2 separate regions of the Ctenopharyngodon idella genome follow, and region 2 is linked to region 1. The links are chromatin contacts, called in public Hi-C maps. All regions are on one chromosome and are shown on one strand. Each heading gives the region's core, a stretch centred on a gene start, on an enhancer-like site or on the middle of the called end of the contact. The rest is flanking DNA. Distances are from core to core; before and after follow the strand shown.

Evidence for each region. Hi-C and Micro-C count contacts between places; a contact is called where the count stands out from the background.
Region 2: a Hi-C map of muscle shows a contact between it and region 1, with 2.4 times the contacts expected there. The contact joins the promoter of si:dkey-286j15.3 here to the promoter of pdcd4b in region 1. A contact is called at or near these places in 2 of 2 Hi-C or Micro-C datasets (both in muscle).

What each region holds. Positions count from the first base shown.
Region 1 is chr10:17,051,911-17,059,171 of HZGC01, reverse strand. pdcd4b (programmed cell death 4b) reads left to right here and starts at 4,775. Exons shown (of 12, transcript XM_051907833.1): 1 at 4,775-4,927; 2 at 5,374-5,461; 3 at 5,688-5,990. The coding sequence starts at 5,419. rbm20 (RNA binding motif protein 20) reads left to right here. Exons shown (of 14, transcript XM_051907830.1): 14 at 2,083-4,464. The coding sequence ends at 2,151.
Region 2 is chr10:17,202,403-17,209,663 of HZGC01, reverse strand. It overlaps si:dkey-286j15.3, which reads right to left and starts at 4,711. Exons shown (of 4, transcript XM_051911508.1): 1 at 4,401-4,711.

The DNA of each region.
Region 1 (7,261 bases), core at 3,526-6,025:
AAACTAAATAACAAAAGCATATTTATGCAATATTTAAAAAAAAAAAAAAAAAAAAACTAAAAGTAATAAAATGACAAAAGCACACAATGAAATGACTAAAAATTAAAAATGAAAGCAAATTTAAAATATTAATAAAACTAAAAAAAGTACATACTTTTGAGTGTGTAGCAAAAGAGTAGGCAAACTTTGGGACATACACTACTTTGTCATAATTTGTCACTCTGTCACTTAGTTACTTGCATCCTGTCATAGTTTAAACTGCCCTGTCAATCATCTTGTCACAGTTAAAATTCTCCACATTCAATTTAATTTAATTTAATTTCCTACCATTTCAGAGAGAAATGTAGCAGCACGTTTATTTGCCAGTCATGGGTCTTTCATGAGGAGATCTCCTCATGTTTGCATAATGATGCATTTAAAGGTTAATGACCAAACGTATCTTTATAAAAGTTCACAATGCTGTTGCAGATGGAATATAATGTAGATAACATTGAATAAATATCTTTTTGTCAGATTAGATACTGATTATTAATTATAAATTGCTCCACTTAACTGTCGGACTCACACATCCGCCATGTTTGTAGTTTTTAACACTTTTTATTTGTGTTTTATAGTTCTAATTGAATCCTCGTCTACAGCGCAATTGGTTGTGGGCAATATTAGCCGTTAAAGTGTGCGCGGATCTGCACTCCGGATACTAACCAGAAAAATAGACCATCCGGGTATCTTTGGAATACTTATTTCAACATACTACGATCCTAATTTTGAATACTATTTAGGACAGATAGTATGCGAATTGGGACACAGCAAGAGTTTCCAGATGTACATCAGATTAGCTAAACTACAGGCTAACTTACTACATAGAAGCTGCTGAAGCAATTCAAATCAGTGAGTTGGTGAATTGTTTCTTAGAATGAATCAAGAGTGGACTGAGAGGACCAATCAGCTGAGCATATTAGACTGTTGTTTGCTTGGAAGTAAAGATGCACGCAAACAATATGAAATTCAAACAGCGACGTAGCATTTGGCCATGCTACACTGCTACTTGTTGGAAATAGTACCTTGTTACTGAAAAGGCTACACTTACTTAGTTACTCACCACCAATGGTGACGGCAATGTAAGACTGACTGATCTAAGGAGTCCGGTCCTCAGGGTGGGATATAGTTTCCTCATTATAACCCTTCAGAAACACACACATACAGACAGACAAACACACTTTCCAACACAACATAGTTGAGGCGGCAAGGAGCTGGACATTCCCCGTCATCACAGTCAGACCACAACCAGTTGTCGTGTCTCTCAGACTAGAGTGGTCGGCCAAAGAGCGTCACCTCATACTTCACTTCTCCACCTTGAGGTCTGCCAGCTGTGTTGAGTTTACAAGAACTACAGTGAGAAGGTGACAGCTGAATTTAACACCAGAAGAGCAAGACAGGTGAAACCGAGACAGACAGACAGAGAGAGAGACAGTAAACACTACAGGAAACACCTGCTTTCCTCCCACATTTTGACCTTCTTCTGTTTTAGCTCTCCTTGTTTCACTGGTAAACAAATACGCATTTTGGTAGGATGCACATTTATGGGAGTTTCTTCAGCTACAGGAACTTTTGTGTCATTAAAACAGACCTCAACTTGACTCAACAGTACTCATCAGCACAACATTTGTGCAAAATTATTTTGCACCTTTAAAATATGAAAGTCAGTTTTGTCAAATTATGCAAAAAGTACCACAATATTATTTAAGATGACTAAATTAGGATACATAAAAAGCTAGCTATGAAATTAGCCTTAGCAAGTCAAAGATTTATGTAATTTTATCCACATTGTCAGAGGACAAATTACATAAATTAACGGGTTTGAAAAGTATATCTTTAATAGAGCCAAAAGAGCCCAACTTGTAATAATCCAAATGTAGCATAAACTTACTTCAGTATAACAGTCAGGTGCCATCAGTCAGCCATTTTAGTCAGAGAAACCAAACTGTTGCTCTTCAAGGCTGTAGGACTGCTCTTATTCCTGTAATTTAAAAGTAAACTGTCATTTGTGTAATTTAATAGGGGATTTTTTGTTTGTTTTTCTAGAAGTATCTGTCGCAGTTGGCGGAGGAAAGTCTCTTGAACTTCCACACAGAGTCGCCAAACACTGATTGAAGCTCATGTGAGACTACTGGGACTGCACCGCTGCTGGGACATACTGAATGAGACACATCCATCAAGACAGAGAGACACAACACAAACACAAAGAGGAAGGGAAGGGACACAAGGAGAACCAGAGCAATTGGATCCTCTGTGTACTCTAGTACATAGCAATGTGAATTGTATGAAAGTTTTTCCGAATTAAAAAATGGGTTATTAAATATCATGTTTTAACGGAATAGTTCACTGGAAAAAAATGTAAATGCATATTACTTTTTTTTGTCAGTGAAATACAGTGATTTTTGTTCCTGTACAGTGGAAGTGAATGGAGACTGTGGCTCCAAAATTTAAAAAGAATCATAAAAGTACCATAAAAGTAATCCATGTGCAGTGCTGGATAGTAAGTGATTACATGTAATTTGGATTACGTAATCAGATTCCTAAAATTAAATACTTGTAATTAGATTATATTACATTTTAAAATACTTGACTACAGTTACAGACTAGTTACTTTTTATTGAGTACTTGAGTACTTAATCACAAAATAGCAGTAAATTATTCATAATTCAATGATTATCCTAATCCTCCCAATTTTATCTTTTAACTTTTTCTTTCTAAAAAAGCCTATTGCTTATATATGTTCAGAAAATCTTCCAGTTTTGTGGAATTGCGCACACAAGAGTGGCCATTAGCTATAATTACATGGAAATTGAGAGGTCACACAACATAAACAAGTAAAATATTTTTAGTAAGTGTTTTATTTTGGTTATTTTAAAATATTTTTCTTTTACTTTAACATTTTAAGATCTAATTAATTAGCTTTTTGTCAAATTACGAACCCCCTGCAGTTCCAACACAAACCCCAGTTTGAGAAAGCCTGAAGTATGTTTAATGCACTTCACGTTGTTGATAACAAAGAGTCGAATAAATTTTCTTTCTCTTTGCATTTTCATATCAATATGCTACAAGATTATCATATTCAAAACAATGTGATAAATGAGTTTTGTCAAAAGTAATCAAAAAGTAAAATGTGTAATGTAGATTAGCCTACGTCACTAACTACAATTTTCATCATGTAATTTGTATTCCATAATGGATTACAGTTTGTAAGTAATCTACCCATGAACTGTCCATGTGATATGTGTGCTATATTCCTAGTCTTTTGAAGCCATATGGAGCTTTGAACTAAAACGAGTGAATGAATAAGTTGTGACCACAATATCTTTTTTTCCTCCTACGTCATAAGTGAGGCTCTGTACACTTTTAAAAATAAAGGTTCTTTATTTGCATCTGTTGTTGCATGAAGAATCTTTAACATCCATGGAACCTTCCCATTCCACAAAAGGTTCTTTATAGTGAAAAAGGGGTCTTTAAATTTTTTAAATGTTCTTCACACTAAGAAAAAAAATTAAACTGAAAGGTTCTTTAGGGAACCCAGAATGGTTCTTCTGTGGCATCACTGCAAAAACCCACCTTTTGGAATCTTTATTTTTAAGAGTGTACTTGACAGCCTCAGTTCCCATTCACTTTCATTGTCACTTTCTGCAAAATATCTTCATTTGTGTCCCATGGACAAAAGAACATTATAGAGATTTGAAGTGACATGAGGTTGAGACAATTTTCATTTTTCAGTGAACTGTCTTGCTAAGTACACTGTCCTTATTCATAGGACACAAGGCGGCGTGTGTATCCTCTGTAGGTCAGGAAGTTTTTTTACACTGTGAAAAATACATATCAGAATGTGAAATGCACTGGTAAGTGTAGTGTTTACATCATTTGCATCTGCCTCATTCATACTCTAAAGCTTGCATATGTGTAGATTTTCCTTCAGAAGTGCCTTATTTAAATTTGTATTTAAATTTGAAGAGGTGTAAAATTATCCTCAGGTTAATGTGAATATTCTGTTGTATTGCATTTTCTGTGGTCATTTTTTTTCTTCAGTGTTTCATGTGTTTTTTTCTTCTGTTTCATGCTTAAATATTCACTTTTTTAAAGTGCCTTTTAGGTGGTCAAGTGTAGTGAATGTCTCAAAATGCAAAAAAAAAACAAAAACATTTCATCATTGCTGTACACAGAGCTCAGACTTTAGGGATACTTGAACTGGACCATGCTTATTTATCTAATATCAAATTTATTTGTTTAAAGATAAAAAAAACCTGAGTGTGTGTGTGTTATAATGTGAGTATATTATTGGAATGGTTCTGGAAAACTTTTTGTCCGCTGTTTTATATTCTGTTAATGATAGCATCCCATTTTTCTGAAAGAAAAATCTGTATAATTATTTTGGGTTGCACTGATGCAAATATTGAATAAACATTTTGGAAATAGTGTGGCCTGATATTTATGTGAAACGACGAATACCAAAGCTTCGTGTCCCATGATGGCCCTGAATGACATGTCTTGACCTGTACATTATGAAATAACCCTTGCATCTTATTTTACCTGCGGTCTTTTTTTTTTTCAAATGGGTCAGTTGAATAAATATAACAGAGAGGTAGTGACTTCATCCTCACCCATGCGCAATCTGTTACATAATGACATCACTTCTGTTCCAGCGTCCATCCCCAGGCGGCGGAAAGTCACGATCTTCAACGAACACCTCGTAGAAAATACGAGAAAGACCTGCTTCATCAGATCTCAATTTTCATTGGTCACCTTGTTATCCGCCTCTATTTTTCTGACCAATCAGAGAGCTCGCAGGGCAGCATTACACTATCGAGTTGCTGGGCAGAGAACACAAAATCAACATCAGCGGAGAGTACGTTCGAACTTGGACTACGCGATAAAGCAGGTTAGTAGGATTTGTTCTTCGTCGACTGGCTGTTGTTTGAAAGAAACTTAATTTTGTAATATATAACACTTATGAAGGCTTTACCTTATACGCTGCGTCAAATAAAGGCTAAAACGCGTTTGTTCTCTGCACGCCCCGAGGCTTTGTTTATGTTTATGTTGCGCCCGTGCATTTGCGCGTGCACATAACGCCATGCATTAAATTCGTGTTCTACGTCAAATATAAAACACGTTAATAAATTTTTTTATAAAAACTGAATATTGTTTCGCCAAAACACTTTGTTTTAGAGAGTGTAGATCTCCTGTCTGTATGGTAATGTGGTCCATTCATTGTATCAGGCTTGTGTATGAGCCAAATGGACGCTGCTGATTGGAGCAGCTGTCTGCATGTATTCATTTATGCTTTCGAAAGATTGACGTATTAACTTTAACATATCTGCATCCTAGGTGCAAAGGCACATTTCATACGCTGAAAAACTTAATTCCTTAACCATGGCAACTGACTGTGAGGCATGGCTAAATGCAAACCCTGTTGGTAAGTTCAAGTTTAAATGTTTCTAGGTCAGTGTTTGAGAACTATTTGCCCTCATATTTTGTATTTGATATGATAAGTCTTGGTGAAGTTGTCAAGGTCAGGACTATCACTTGTTTGTACTCTCTCAGTGGAATAAAAAGTCTTTTAATGGGCCCAAACTTTGGCCCCTAGTGTTAATGCTATTTTTATGTATATTTAGTCAAACTATTCACGTTGTCATCCACAGAGGCCGGAAATCTTAGCGATTCCTTCCCCTCCGGGGATGAGGACAGCACCTTCGCTGGAAATGTCAATAATGAGATCAATGGAAACTGGATATTGGCCCCCACCGGCAGCATTCACGAGGCGAGACTCAAGGCCAAGGTGAAGAGACGTCTGAGGAAGAACTCCTCCCGGGACTCAGGCCGGGGCGACTCGCTGAGTGATAACGGTGATGTGGTCCGGTCCACAGTTCCGCCCACCAGCCCTAAGGGCAAACTGCTTAACCGGAGGTCGAGGATGGGCAAGGGACGAGGCCTGCCAAAGAAAGGTATTGGTGGTGTTTTCATTCCTTAAAGCTCGTTCACACCAAGAACCATAACTATATGTGTCTACATAAACAGACGAAAACGTTCTGGACTTCAGATATTTTGATTTAATTATGTGCACTGCAATAAAATATTGGAGTGCACATAAATACGAATACATTGGATTTGGAGTTCTGTAATTCTGAAAGATCTGGAAATCCAGTGCATGTTAAAAACAAATTAAGTGTTAGCCTGGCTCTGTTCCAGCATCCGCTGCTTTATTTTAGCCAATTAGAGGGCTAACAAACATCCGAGTGGTTCTTAATGCGAAGGAACTGACACACTTCAGCAACCAAACTCCACCCGCATTCACACGTACGTTCATAACACACGGTCACTCCCATTCATTCAAATGTTGTTTTACCCGGTGGTGGTCCTTTGTAGAGGGTTCAACGTCCCTGAGTGCAACAGACCTGAATTGATTTGGAAAAGTCTGGCTTGCAGAAAAAACGGCTTACATGCAGTCTGACTGGCTGCGTCAAGTACACTACATGTGTGCTGACTTGTTAACATAATACCAAGCCTGCAAAAAAAACACTTGACTCTCTTTGTGTCTGATAGTGATCATTTAATCGTCTAGATGAGTGTTTTAGCTGAGATTATCGCCCCCTCCTGACCTTTCCACCTCCCCCATCACCCACAAGATGACTTAATGGCACACTTCTCTTTTTGATTCCCTCTGCGATGGCACAGTCGGCCCTGTTTGTGTTACGTAACTGCTGGTTAAGTCAGCCCGCAGGGCAGGGCAGGAAATTCTGTTTGCTTTTTTTGTCCAGAATCCTTCAGATGTAGGCGTTGCAGTGAAAATGTAGTAGGTTTGGAAGTGCCATACATAAGGTTGAATGCCCCACTTCATCCATATAGGCCTGAAAAGTGGATTAGAACATATTGGCAGTCGTCTTTAAAGGCTTTGCAGTCAGGCTGAGCAAAAGCCAGTAGCGTTGTTTTCGCCCTTAAATCAGAAATTGGTGACAAATATTTTCATTGCCAAATAGTAATTTGATCTAGTGGGAGCAAACATAAAATCATTTTAAAGTCGGCATGAAATGAAAATTCACCCAGTATATTTTGAAATGTGATCGATTTATCCATGCATTTTTTTTTTTTTTTTTTTTTGGGACCTTGCAATTCTTAATCAAAATGACATAAGTTGATTTTCGGGTGAAGTGTCAGCCTCAATCATGTCAGTTTACACCCTGCCCCTTTCTGCCTCCATCCAATCACCAACCAATGG
Region 2 (7,261 bases), core at 3,462-5,961, 150 kb before region 1:
GGCTGATGTCCATTTCGCATTACACAGTTGATGGAAACACACGCAGATGCGCATATTCTTGAGCTGAATTTTCATTAATGCAAAGTTGGATGGAAACCCGGTTATTGTCCGCATCAAACCATGCTTCCGAACAAATGTCATATACTTCTGCGCAGTGGCGTAGCACAAATCCGCGGGGGTTTAACCAAGAAGGGGACCAATGGATATCACACAAGAAGCAACGTGCAAACTTTGCGGAAAAGTTATGCCGGTAAAAGCTTAACCTCGGTCAGTATTCAAAGTGAAAGTAAAAGTGACGGAGCTGCCTGACGCTGCATTAACGGAGCATTTTCTCTCAGAGACGAATTTCAACATAATATGCTGATAACGGTATATAACTTAATTTATTCCATTATTTCTCTTGTTGCCCGTACATATAGTGAAACAAATGAGAAGAACAGTATTTCGTGTTAAACAGCTTGTTTTTTTTTTTGTTGTTGTTGTTTTTGTTTTAAAGTTGGTGCTTGAAGTAGCTAGCCTAAAGCTGCTCTTAATTTTCATTTATGACTGCAGTGTTAGGAAATATTATAGACTGTTAATAATTATAATTATAGGTCCAATTCATTGTATAATAGACCTAAAAAAATGTTTAAAACATTTTCAAAGAGGAGCTGATAGCCTAATCTTTTATTATCCTCACAGCACGTCAGTTATGCGGTGATGCGCTGTGAAATTATTGCGGGGCAAATTTATTATAATATTAATTTAATAATAAAAGTAGCTTACCTAATAGTAATAATAATAGACTAGAAGAATGTAACAGGCTTACATTAATTGGAAATGCCAAATCCTCTTAATATTGCCAATATTTGTCGGAGTAGTAGCATTATGCCAGTTCCGACGGTTCTATGCTATCCGTTGTTTCTTTCACTAAGTGAAGCAACACTTCATAGTTTACTAGTAATATATAGTAAATATATGGCCATAGGACTTTGAAATATCAGAATTTAAGCATTAGGCTACCTTTATCTCCCAGTACTGTTGTTGAATCTTTCAAAAGTTTCAATTCAAATGCGGCAGCAGCACATTCCACCGCACCAATAACACAGGGCTGCCCGCGGACGTGCCTGGCTTTAAATCGGCGCTACTAAACACGGATATCGGCCGATGCCGATATATTAAAAAAAGACAAATATCGGCCCGATATATCGGCCGACCGATATATCGGTCGACCTCTAGTTTGGACTCCTCAATGAGTCCAAAGGTCTGAGTTTGATTATACATAACTGACCCTTATCTAAGCAACGCACCCTTTGATTACTGATGCTTTACAAAACATTGCATAAAAATCAAGCAGAGCTTTCGGTGAGCAGTGTGACTTTCAGCAAAATGAGTTTATTATTGAGGGTACGTTTACACGACAACGATATGTTTAAAATGGAGAAGTTTTTCCTTTGAGTTTTCCGCATACAGACAACACCATTGTCAAAACGCTGTATTCTGCTGGCAGGCCATTAGATGGCAATGAAACACTGAACATGTAATACGCACATGCATGACATAATCGTTTTCACAGATTCACATTTTTGTTGTTTACACAGAGACCGTTTTCGAAAACTTGCACTTTAAAACCCGTTTTCAAAAGTTTGCATACAGTTGAGTACACTTAGACGTTCTTAAGATTATCTTAAGAAGTACTAAAGAAGACTTTTTAGTATATTGCGTACAAAATTAGTGCACGAAAATAGAGCACTTTAAGTACATTATATGTACTTTTTTTCACCTGGGAAGAAACGTTTTGCGTTTGCGACAGATCAGATATCAGTAAGAGTGAACGTGCATATTTTAAAACAAAACCGTATTTACAAATAGTTTCAATTGATTAGGCCTTCTTCACAACTGCAGTAGAACTTATTTTACAATTTTTACTTTTATTTATTCCCTTAATCCTTTTAAGGGAATCCTTTAGTTCAGAGAGTCCTGTTAGTCGGATTTATAGGCTACAGCACGTGAATTCATCCATTTGTACCGAAATACATGTGGCTGGTGAACTGGGAGAAGAATAGAGTGAGCTTTATAGTTACTTATGCCAAGTTTACACTACAGGATTTTAAGCCAGAGCCCGATTTGCCAGTTAACAAGCTCGCCGACAGGTCGGGCTGTGATCGGGGGAAAATCAGCAAGTGATCGGTGCTCACCAATCTTTATGTGTGAACTACTCAACAACGCATCAAAGAGGCTCGCAGACACCAGACAAATATCTAGCATGCTAAATATCTGGAGCTGTCGGCCTACTTGACATCATGTGGTGTCACGTGTCGCGATGCAACAGCCAATGAAATACACGCTGATGTCTATGGAAGCTGCAATAACAGTCCATTCAAATAATATTTGCCGACGTTTATTCATATCAGATGCACATTGTGTAAGAAACTATAAAGCTCACTCACTCTATTGTTCTCCAACTTCACCTGCCACATGTATTTCAGGACAAATGGATGAATTCACGTTATATATATATTAAGATCAAGGTCATTATATAGGTTTTTAAATGACAAAGATAGTTTGGTGAGAAAAGCAATACAAAGCGTCGTCATGGAAACTATAAAGGGAAACGTTCTAAAATAACAGTCGCCTTAACTCTGGGAGGTCAGCCAGAATGTTTTAAACCTGTGTGAAAGGGTTATTTTAATTTTAATTAAATTTAATTCAAAATTTAATCTAATTTCCTCCCAACATCCATTTTCAAATAAAGTCGTTGGGTGACAGTTGTCGTCAGCTCGTGTATTGTGTAACCTCCTCGTTGCGGATCATTTACGTAGTGTCATGTAGTGTGAACACCACGACGATACTAAGACTCCACAGCAAGTCATGTAGTCTGAACAGCACAGCGATGTGCTGACGTTTAAAGTCCTGTAGTGTAAACTTGGCATTACACAATGTGTATCTGATGTGAATAATGTCGGCAAATTATAGGCTATTTGAATGGATTGTTATTGCTGCTTCCATAGACATTAGTGTATATTTCATTGGCTGTTGCGTCGCGACATGCGACACCACAGGATATCGAGTCGGCCGACAGCTCCAGATTTTTAGCATGCTAGATATTTGTCTGCCATCAGTGAGGTGTCGGCGATGCGTCAGCGAGCCTCTTTGATGCGTCGTTGAGTAGTTCACACACAAAGATTGCCCCCGATCACAGCCCGACCTGTCGGGCTTAAATCGGGCTTAAAATGTAATGTAAACTTGGCATAAGTAGCCTTGCTGCTCCAATTTTGATGTCTTCTGATTGTATAATCACAATTATTGAACATCAAAAGCTAAAGTTAAAGCTTAAGTCTCCCCCAGGAGCTCCCAAAGAAGTCTGCAGGTTCAGCCAAGCCCCATAGCATCAAATAAACTAAACTAAAACCAAACCTATTAGAAAAATGAACACTTGAACAAGATCAATGATTTTGGCACACTTGTAAAAACACACATTTTATTCAATTAATCTAACTAAAGTGCACAATAAATATTTTATTTTTGACGCTTTTTTTCACACAAAAGTGTGAAAACTGATGGTCGAATTGAATTTAGAGGAACAATGAGGTACGTCTTTATTTATTTATTTATTTTTATGTCGTCTTACGTTTGAATAACTAAACGAGTGCTATGCCTGACTATTTAAGTGACTATATTCTGATTATAAACTAAGTATTACACTACTGATGCTCAACACACCAGCAAATGACATCTCACCGGAAGTTTTCGAGCTGGCTTGTATTATTGTGGAAGTTCTAAGAACGCTCCGTGCATATAGCCCATTTGCGTACTTATGCACTATTCTACTACGTTTTTAAGTACAAATAGTGCGAGTAGTGTGTTCACACTGAAAATTCCAAAAAGAAAACGTGCAGATATATGAGATATAAAAACCACCATGTACGGCTATGATCAGCTGTTCGGCTGAGCTTTCGATGTTGTAACGGAAAGGCCGAAGCTGATAGGTTGGTTCTTGTCACATGGCCTGCGGTGCGCTTGCGGCATTCTGAAAAGTTGAGAATTTTTCATCTCGATGCGCCTGGAAAACGCACCGCATGGGCGTCGCTTCTATTATGAGCGCGGCTGCTGCGTGCCTACATTTGAAACGAATTTGAGCGCGCAAAAGACGTGATATGTGAACGGCCCCTGAGTCCTGTATCGACAACCTGCCATACAAGTCCTGTATCGTCCTGTATCGACAACCTGCCATACAAGTGGCTTGTGTACATTTCAGAAAACCCCTTGCTCACAAATATTACATGCAAAAAATATTGCATTGCCACGGCGGGCCAGACTAAACACCTATAAGGCCTACGTTGAACGTTCTTCACTAAACCGCATCCATTAGGCTTTTAGTCAAAAAGTGTGCATATTTGGAGAAATATTGTTATACTTACACTTTTCATATTTTCTTTAGGCAGAATCATCATTTCTATTCATTTCCCACTGAATTTCGCGATCTGATGAGCATTAGCGGCTTCCAGCGCTGTCTGTGCTTCTCTTCCGCGATCTGTGTTATGACTCAGAGGAAGATCATTCTCTCCCTGCACATATTCAACTCGTTACGTCTTCATAAACTTAATGCTCTCTGAATTATCGGGAGTACGAATTGCCCACGAACGCCCTCCTATTTAAACAAACGAAAAAAGAAAAAAAGAAAAACCTTGAATTTGAAAAATGCGATTAGCTCAGCGCTTCAGAAGTGGGTATTAAGTGGGCTTAAGTTGCTTTCGATTTCTGTCTGTGTACCAACCCAGAGAAACGTTTATAAACATGAAACATTAAACTACTAAACATACGATAACGACAGTAGGCTATATGATTATGTGATTTTTATGCGATTTGGGATATTTTTTTATAATAATAAACGATACATGAGAAATGCTAAGCAGGTGCTATTAGCTGCTTATAAAATGGTACAAATAGCATCAATAGCATACAGTCATCAGAGCTACATCAGTGCATACAGTCAACTGTACATTACAGGAAAGAATGAATATTATAACATACATAACGTTATTGATTAAGGCTTTAACATTGTTGGAGGTAGCCTAATGTATCCAAGTACTACTTCATATCTTTACAAAATATAATAAATAGGGGCTTTACAGACAAAAATTTGCACTTATGTTTAAAAAATTTAGCTAGTAAAATAAATAGATGAGAACAACATGAAAAAAAAAACCCCATCCTTGTACAACAAAGAAAAGCAGAGGTGTAAAGTACTTGAGTAAAAGTAATTAGTTACTGTACTTAGGTATCTTTTTGGCTACTTTGTTGCAATTTTTACTCTCTACTTGACTACATTTTAGAGCAAGTAAATGTACTTTTTACTCCACTACATTTGTGATGAGTTATGCAATTACAAATTACATTTTTCATGGCAGCTAACTTTTTCTGCAACAGTTTGTTTCTGATATAAAGAAGCAATATCGCCATCTAAGGGCATTGAAGGTACTATAACTTGTGCATTTTGCCTTTACTCACCCAAAACTTGTCAACAAGGATACTTTACATGAATGTGAGTGCATTAGCAGGTAGATGCTGATCGCAGATGTTGACTGCAGCTGGTGATGAGGCTCAAACCAGCACATACAGTAGACTTTCACTATTTAATTTTACTTAACATTTTTTTATCCGCTATATTGACAAGACCGTTTTGAAGGATATTGGTTTACTTATGGCTTTTCTGTGCACTTGAGCTGTAGACGTTTAAAAGGTTGCTGTGTTGACCTTGATTTATTGCAATATTGAGGTGTTCAGATTTATTTTGATCTTAGAAAATAAACTTGATTTCTCATCTTACAAATCAGTTGTTTCTTATTTTCACTGGCATGTCTCTCAGGACTAGTGCATCTCTGAGCCTACATTCAGCATGAGTAAAATACTTAAGTACTGTTAAAATCAGATACTTTAAGACTTTTACTCAAGTCGTATTGGAATTGGTTACTTGTAACTTGTAGTGGAGTCATTTTCGATGTAAGGTATCAGTACTTTTACTCAAGTATGGTTTTCAGGTACTCTTTACACCTCTGAAGAAAATCTGTTTAAGAGAGAAGCACGTATAAATAAAAATAATAATAATAATAAAAAAAATTTAAAAAAAATGGACACATTTCCAAAAAAGATAAGGGACAGACTCATCTACCATTCCAGAAAAGGAACAAAGAGGATCCTTCTCTGGAAACATTTTTTAAAATATATTTATTTTTTTTTATTTTTTTTTTATAAAGATTCACAGGGTAAACTCGATGTAGCAATTTAAAGGATACCTCTTTAACCTTGTTCGTAATTAAATAGGCCTATTTATTAGGTAAAGACCACACTCTTCCAGGGAAAATCAGGAAGATAATTACTCAAGTGAAAACCAATCAGGAAACCAATCAGGAAAAAATACAGATTTATTTTTTATAACAGATATCATGGCTATTCCAGATAAAATAATGGTGGGGACTGAAGTTGTGTTTATAAATTAAGTGCCTTAAATTAAGTGCATTCAACCAATTTATCTTAAATGTATTGTTTAAGGAATATAAGTCAAGAAAATGTAGACCCCCATAATCATAGCTGTTTATAACGACAGACTTTTTCATATAGTGTCTCGTGTTTCAAAGGAAGTAAAAAAGCCTTCTTATCGATCTCAGCGCAGATAGACTTGTCCACATACAAGGACAGAACAGGGTAGGTTACTCTCTAAATACCCTCAACTTTGGCAAGGAGTGCCCTTCCTCCTAAAGGTAAGTCCCTTTGGAGCCAGGAATTTATTTTTTTCTTAGCTTTAGCAACTACTGGATCAAAGTTTAACCTACTTCTGATATTGTCATCTTTGCAAATAGTTATACCCAAGTAACATACATGAGATTTAACAGGGATATCATGAAGGGAAGAGGAAGATCAAGACTTTATGGCAAGCAGCTTACATTTATCTAGATTCAAAGTTAAGCCAGAAGCTTTAGAAAACACTTTAATATGATCAATAGCAACAGGGATCATCTTTTAGAAAGAGAGTGGTGGTGTCGTCACCTAACTGGTTTATGAAAGTATGATTATGAACTATATTGACATTGTATACTAGAAAATGGTGTCTGCTTTGCAAAAGGTGTCCATAAAAGTTTATAAGAGTCAAAAGTTGTCATGTGCCCACCACTAGATGGCGGCCCAGGTCTATGAAATTAGATTCATGGTCTGTTTACCCATCATCGAATAACACCTCGGTATGGCACAAGTTTTTAGCACACTTGGTTTGGGCCTACAGTCC